2 separate regions of the Mus musculus genome follow, and region 2 is linked to region 1. The links are chromatin contacts, called in public Hi-C maps. All regions are on one chromosome and are shown on one strand. The core of a region is the stretch at or near the end of the contact, and the rest is flanking DNA. Distances in the headings are between cores, read along the strand shown. Region 1 overlaps Nsmce1 (NSE1 homolog, SMC5-SMC6 complex component). Region 2 overlaps Gtf3c1 (general transcription factor III C 1).

What was found. Hi-C and Micro-C count contacts between places; a contact is called where the count stands out from the background.
Region 2: a contact with region 1 is called in a Hi-C map of the HPC-7 cell line, with 14 times the contacts expected there. The contact joins two enhancer-like sites. A contact is called at or near these places in 6 of 39 promoter capture datasets (the 3T3-L1 cell line, embryonic stem cells, hippocampal neurons and 2 more), 8 of 15 datasets of contacts at CTCF or cohesin (CD8 T cells, the G1E-ER4 cell line, embryonic stem cells and 5 more), 200 of 484 Hi-C or Micro-C datasets (the 3T3-L1 cell line, 3T3-L1-derived adipocytes, the 63-12 cell line and 115 more), 33 of 115 datasets of contacts at active chromatin or transcription factors (the 230-238 cell line, CD4 single positive thymocytes, CD8 T cells and 24 more) and 4 of 9 other capture datasets (adipose tissue, embryonic stem cells, liver and 1 more).

The regions. Positions count from the first base shown.
Region 1 is chr7:125,470,400-125,473,668 of GRCm38.p6, forward strand. Nsmce1 (NSE1 homolog, SMC5-SMC6 complex component) reads right to left here. Exons shown (of 8, transcript NM_026330.4): 3 at 1,709-1,830; 4 at 1,476-1,553; 5 at 714-860. Among named protein-coding and RNA genes, the nearest start is that of Nsmce1, 19 kb to the right of the region's middle. Within about 2 kb of position 1,527, at least 178 of the 459 cell types and tissues checked have an H3K27ac peak or open chromatin away from gene starts, as enhancers often do. A contact at or near this core is called in the 63-12 cell line, B cells, CD8 T cells and 27 more, where this site is marked.
Region 2 is chr7:125,637,675-125,641,264 of GRCm38.p6, forward strand. It overlaps Gtf3c1 (general transcription factor III C 1), which reads right to left. Exons shown (of 37, transcript NM_207239.1): 37 at 3,280-3,590. Among named protein-coding and RNA genes, the nearest start is that of Il21r, 36 kb to the left of the region's middle. Within about 2 kb of position 1,322, at least 124 of the 459 cell types and tissues checked have an H3K27ac peak or open chromatin away from gene starts, as enhancers often do. A contact at or near this core is called in the 63-12 cell line, B cells, CD8 T cells and 27 more, where this site is marked.

The DNA of each region.
Region 1 (3,269 bases), core at 277-2,776:
CTACAGAACTCACAGCAGCCCTGCCCAGAAAGTGGAGGAGCCCAGAGGTGCTCTCCCAACCGCGACCCCTACTGCCTGAGCCTGTGCCTTCCTTCACCAGATACATGGTGAACGAGAACTCAAGGGATACCCAGTGACAGGACTGAGAAGATTGAGGGGCTGATGGGTGGCAAGGTGGAGGGCCTCCATGCTCCCCTCCACAACAGCTCACAGATTTTTTTCAGGACTCCCATTAAACCCTTGCAGCCAAAAAAAAAAAAAAAAAAAGCTGAGCAGTGGTGGCACACACCTTTAATCCCAGCATTCTTTGGGAGGCAGAGGCAGGCAGAATTCTTAGTTCGAGGCCAGCCCGGTCTACAGAGTAAGTTCCAGAACAGCCAGGGCTACACAGAGAAACCCTGCCTTGAAAAAAAAACAAAACAAAACAAACAAACAACAAAAAAGAAAACGCTTGCAGCAGCTCCAAGCTGTCTACAGAAGGGACAGCCAGCAACTTCATTCTGAAAGGCATCTGATAAGCCTTCCATTGATTCCAGCCTCTTCCACTTGTGGCTGCAGCACTTAAGACAGACCATGTGAAAGTCAGGGAACACAGGCTCTCCTCTCAGAGGTCATGGAAAGCTTACAATAGAGAAGGGCCCACAGACAGGCCGGGCTCAACTGCTAGCACACAGACTGTGCACTCCTGAGTGAACGGGGAGGCCCCAGGGTACCTCAATCAACCACTTGCTCTGCACAAACTTCTGCAGCACCTGCTCGGCCTCCTTCTTCCTCATCTTTTTCCCTTTGAGTTGATCAACTAGGTTCAAAATGTTTGTAGAAGAAGCAAAGCCAGTTTCTGAGTCAACGATCAGTTCCAGCTGCAAGAGAAAGAGGTGCCTTATTCATCTATTTGAATAACAAACTCGACACCTAAGCCTCCAGCCAGCCCTGGTAGGAGAAGCTGCATGGACCCACACCAGGCACATCCCTACGACAGGTGCTAGGTATCCAATGTGCACACAGGTTGTGGCCCTTGTCCTAGCTTTATTCTCCACACACTGTAGACAGCCTAGGAGCACCACAAAATGGTTAAACTAGAAAGTCTACCTGCCTCGATGGGCCCAGTCAAGCTGAAACTGGAGAGGGGCGCTCCTTTCCCACCTTCCCCAGAGCTGCTATGTGCTCCCAGGACTCAGAACGTCTTAGCCAGGTGTGTGGCACATGGGCTGAGCACACTGCTACAAAGCTTGGACAAACCGTCCAGTGAGCGCCTCATTAAAGTGCAGGGCTGGGTTTGGAGCATTCTGGGCCAGGGACTGGGACCCATGCACTCCCACGAGTTCTCAGGTGCTCTGTTTGACAGGTAGCTTAAGGCCTGTCACTCCCTGTGAGACCCAGGAAGCTGGGAAGCATGACAGTGGCCTCCACAATTGCCGTTTCTATTTCCTCCCGTTAGAAACGCTGCATATGGTAGCAATGAGTACTGTACTCACAGCCTTTCTAAACAGATCCAGCTCGTTCTCTGCAAAATCCGTAGCCATTTTGGAAACTGAAGTTGTAGCAAGATTCACCTAAAAATAAACCACATAAGGATCAGGCCACGTGTCCACCACAAAGCTGATCACTTTCTCACCCCTCTCTCAGAAGCATGGGTCCCGCACGAGCCACTGCAGAGCCCTCTGAGCCAGTTTCTCAAAATGCCACTAGAGGGCGCTGCCTCGCATACCAGTGCATAAATGGGTCTCCCATCATCTTCCGTGACTCCTTTCTTTATCTCAATATACAGAGACTCCAGGACACTGTTGATGTTGTTGATGAAGTCCTCCAGCTTATCTACAGTCGCATTTCCTGGAAATAAGCAGGCAGGGATGGGAGTGGATTCGTCGAAAAAGCACACACAGCCTGTTTCAATCTCTGGCCCCTGACCACACTAGCAGCCCCAACAGAAATGTTTTGGCTTTCTTGGGCCAATGCCAATATTGTGGTTTCTTTCTTCCCGGAGTGCTCAAAGATAAGCTGAGACAGATGGTGTAGTGAGGCAGAAAGGCGGACAAGATTGTTATCTCAGACCACTGAGACAGTAGCCTTCCTTCCTCTTCCCCAAGGCTTCATGCTGCACCAGTGGCCCTCCACAGCTCCCTCCTCCTAGAAAGCTAGCCAGGACACATCTGAAGGCCTTGGGCCAGCCCAGGCCTGAGCCACAACAGGGTAAGTGAGGCACTCACAGCAGAAGAGGCCCTGTTCTAAGCATAATCCAAGCAGCTATTGCCCAAGTGTCCTCCCACTGGCCCTTCTCGGGCCCTGGCAGCTCTGAGCACAGGCAGAGACGGTGTGAACTGTGGGAGCCTGGCTCTAGCGGAAGCTCCTGCTATGCCACCATCAGGAGGCCACCAGCCATCAGGAGGCCACCAACAGGGACCTTTTTGAGAGCCATGAGTCTGAGGAGGGGAAAAGGTCCAGAAGCAGGGGGCTTGGGTGAACAGATACTAACAGCTGGTGAGAAAGACCAGGAAAGGATGCAAAGGGAGAGGGCATGTGTTACACATCCCAGCTTGGAGAGTCAGCCCCTCTGTCGGCTACAGAACCTGCTCTAACACAGTGAAGGCATACGGCCAGCTTCATACACTAGAATTACCGATCTGCAGTGTGATACTTTCAAGACCAGAGTATACCTGTTTTCACTTATTAAAATAATGTCAAAGGATTTATACTTTAGAGTTACTTTGGGAAGCCCAGCAGTGGTAGCTCACGCCTTTTAACGCCAGCACTCGGGAGGCACAGGTAGGCCTCAGAGTTTAACAGGCAGCCTGGTCTGCAGACTGAGTTTAGGGACAGCCAGGGCGACACAGAGAAACCCTGTCATGAAAAAAAACAAAACAAAACAAAAAAAAAACAAGCAAAAAAAAATTTTAAATAAAGAAAAAAAAACAAAAAACAGAACCACTGAGAAAAAAACTGCAGGAAAAACAAAAACAGAAACAGACACCATGCCACCATTTATGTTACTAAGCTTACTAAGGCTTGCACTAGAAAGAAGACTCATCTAAAGGGTCAGTCTCACTTCCTACAGAAAGTGGGCATTTCTAACACTGTGTAACAAAAATAAAGCCAGCTTAAAAGACAAAAGGTAATATTGGTAGCAGGGGAAGACATGCAACATTAAGGGCAAACAAAGACCCAGACTCATGGGTTCACAGTAATAGCAACATACATGTGCTGCAGTGGCTCTTTGTCCCTTTGTTTAATAAATCCAAGTTAAATGAAAAATCAGTATCAGCTATTAAGTG
Region 2 (3,590 bases), core at 72-2,571, 170 kb after region 1:
TGAAAGCTTCCATCAATTCTGCCAGGAACTCAGCAACCTGACCCCAGCATCCCCTGTGCATTCCCACTGTGATGCGGTCTGGGGTCTCCAGGGTCTCATGCCAGAAGGAGACAAAAACCACCTCTCACCCTTGGAACAGAAGTGCCAGGGAGGGACTGCCTGCCCAAGGCCACTAAGCCCTCTGCAGCTGTGCTCCTCTTGGCTTCCCCAGTGGATGGGAAGATCTGGGGACATGGCTGCCACCTAGCAGGCAGCACAACCCACAGGACCCACTCAGCCCCAGACACACCCACCACCCGGAAGCAGGAGGAGGGCTCCTAGGGAATGAAGGGGCAGTTAGTAGCTTTGCCTCTTTGTGGCAGCAGCTTTTTGTGTAGGTGAAACAAGAAGTAGAGGCCCCCTGATGACAAACCAGAGAGGGGACATGCCCTGACCAGAGCATGTGGGTCACAATCAATGCCTCTGGGGATCACATATCAGATACCCTGCGTATCAGATATTTATACTACAATTCCTAACAGTAGCAAGATTACAATTACAAAGTAGCAACAAAATCACTTTAAGGCTGGGAGGGGGGGTCACCTCAACATGAGGAGCTGTATTAAAAGGTCGCAGCATTACGAAGGTTGGGAACCAGTGATCTAGAGCCATCCAAGTGCTCAAAAGTGTGAAGGGCAGGGTCCGGTTTTCACATTGCCTCCGTGTGACTAACTGTGGTGGGAGTCCCTTATTCCCAGCTGTAGCACACGCCTGCCTGGCTTCGCTCCCCAACTAATGTGGATTAACAAAACCCTCCTTGGAGTCTGGTACCATGCCTGTCCCTATTATGGGGGTGGGGCAAGGACTGAAGTTGCTATGACGGAGCCCAGATTGGGGGAGGGGGGAGGGCTCCGAATAGATTCTCAGCTATGAGGAGTGAATGAAGGAGTGGCAGAGAGGAGGGCTGCCCTCACAGGACCTGCAAAGACACAGAGAGGGGGCAGAGGTCCCAGGAAGCTTGTGGGCGTCAGAACTACTCACCCCTGCAGCCCCAACCATGTGACAACCTGAGGGGCCTGCTCCCGTTAGTTGGAAGCTTTTCTTTCCCAACTTGATAGTCCTAGATATGAACACTAGAGCTCTTCAGGGAGCATGGTGCTGACTCTCCATCCTTTCACCTCAGTGGCGTAGAGGAAGCGCTGGCCCTGCCACTAGCTTCCGACTTTGTAGCTGTTTTAGCCTCATGGCCTTCAGTTTCCTCATGCATGAAATAGGCACACGGGTCATGTGTGCTTCCCGGGGCTGCTGTGACATCACTTCTCTGTGGGGTCCAGATGGTGTCTGATGTACAAGCAGGTGCTCACAGTAATAGCATTTTTACTATTAACAGGAAGTCACCTGGGCTTGGGAGGTTCCACAGCTTGCTGCTGCCCCCTGCTGCTGGGCAGGAGTCAGTGACAGTTTTCCTGCTCTCAGTCATCCAGAGGAGAGAACAATGGACGCTTGTGAGATTTGTGGATGCTAAGCAGAGGACAAAGTGGCCATTTAATTCAGCAAGGCCTGAACTCTAGCCTCCAGCGAACGTGGACTGCTTTGGGGACTGGGAGTGGGTGGGTGACACGCATGCACACACACATTCACACAGCTGGAGAACTGGTGCAGTCAGAGCCCAGGGAAAGGATGGAGAGCAGCGAGGGCAGAAGAGGCACTCCACTAAAGGTCACACGCAAGCTGCTCTAGTCCTAGGTAGAGGCAGCTGAAACGGAGAGGACTCTGTAAGCCAAGCAAGGTTTGGAGAGGGAAGGGGCTGAGCCCCCATAACAAGCTGGAGGGTGAAAACCCTGCATGAAACACGTTTCGGGGGTGGGCCATCAGAAACCTTGTGAGCTTGCTTAGTGGGGGCAAGTGTAAACTCGGGCTCAGTGCTGGAGGCTGGGCTTGCTGTCTTGAGTAGCCCTGTGTATCCCAGGGATATTATGGAGGGAAAGTGAGCATCTTTCACATCAAATGGCACGAAGGCCTGTGTTTCCCAGGGTCTGCCCACATGTGTGTAAACACAAAAGGTAGTCAGGTAGAGGCCTGAGCCGTGTGCCGTTCCATGTCTAAGAGAACCATTTGTGTGTTGTTTACTGATGAAAGAAATGGAAAGAAAGAAGAGGAGCAGACTGTGGGTAGGCACAGGACAGAGTGCACAGCCGAGGACACGCTGTCCTGTGCAGTGTGGCAGGCCCAGTGCCAGCTCCCACGGTCCTTGGATGGGGCAGAACTGAATCCTGGGATGCACAGCAGCCCAGGATGGCCTCTCTGTGGAGTCTTTGTTACCATTTCCTCTAAAGCTGGCACTCTCAGCAGCACCTGGTTTCTAACTGGAGGCCTCCTGCCTTACCCCGGGCTCTCTGGAGTCCTCTTGACCCAGCAGTATGCTGGGGTTTCGGGAGATCTTTGTGCGGAGTTTGGAAGGGCTGCTGATGCTGTTTGGTTAGTTGGTGGGTGGTCAGGCAGATGGGTGAAGGCTGAGTGGACGGCAGCTCAGGTGGAGAAAGCTCAGGTGGAGAAGGCTTATACTGAGGACTGGTGGCTGTAACAAAGACGGGAAGGGGCTTTGGGGATGACAACCATCCACGTAAGCCTTGACTCTGCTTGGGCTGTACCCTGAGTCCCCATGTCCCCTCAGCAAATGGTCCATGCATTAGGAAGCTTGGGGAAGAGGGATATTGGTGGGCTCTGTGTCCATGCTTGGTGTCCTTCAGTTCCTTGAGGCCTTCCATCGCCGCTGTGCAAAGGAGGCTCTGAGACTGGAGACAGAACTTGGCCGCTGGCTTCCAGCCTCCTGGGCAGTGGGTAACAGGCAGGCTCTGCTCATAAACACAGCACCTTCACGGCCCAACCGCTCTCCAGAACATTAATTACCGAGGCTTTATACTGTCAACACTCACACTGTTGTAGCTTGGCCATGCTGGGTGCCCTGTCCTGGGTCATCTTCACCCCCTTTTTATAAGGTGTGGCTCACATTGACAGAGAGGATGAGATAGGTTGAAAGCTGGGTCAGGCCACCAAGTGCCAGCCTTCAGTAGATAGGAAAGGTGAACAGGAAGGGGCCGGGGACTGAGGCTCAGGCCAGCTGTGTTGAGTGGTCTCTGTGTATGACCCCAGACTGTCATTGCAAGACCCTAAGACTCGCTTGCATTTTTCAACAAAAAGATGAAAATCTAAGGTTCCCCACCCCCACTGCCCCCACAAGGTGAAGACTCCAGAAGGGAAGTTCTTGGGAAACAACAATCATTAGGCCAATACACAACGTACATTTCATCTCACTTTAATTACAAAATAAATAAATACATGCCAGGGGCCTGTATCTAATGGAAAGAGAGAAAAATGAAACAAAAACAAAAGCAAAACCTATAGGCCTGGCTTCTGGCAGGAGGGGTCCCCACGGGAGACTGGGGCTCAGTCCAGGCCAAGTTGGGATGCCCTAGAGTAAGAGGAGCAGATTCTGTCAGGTACCCCTGTGACGTGTCTTCACAAAGCCCTTCCTAGAGTCTGAATGGTGTGGTGGGTTTCAGGTGAGTCAGGGCTTGGTCATCAGCTCTGCTCCCCAAACAACATCCACC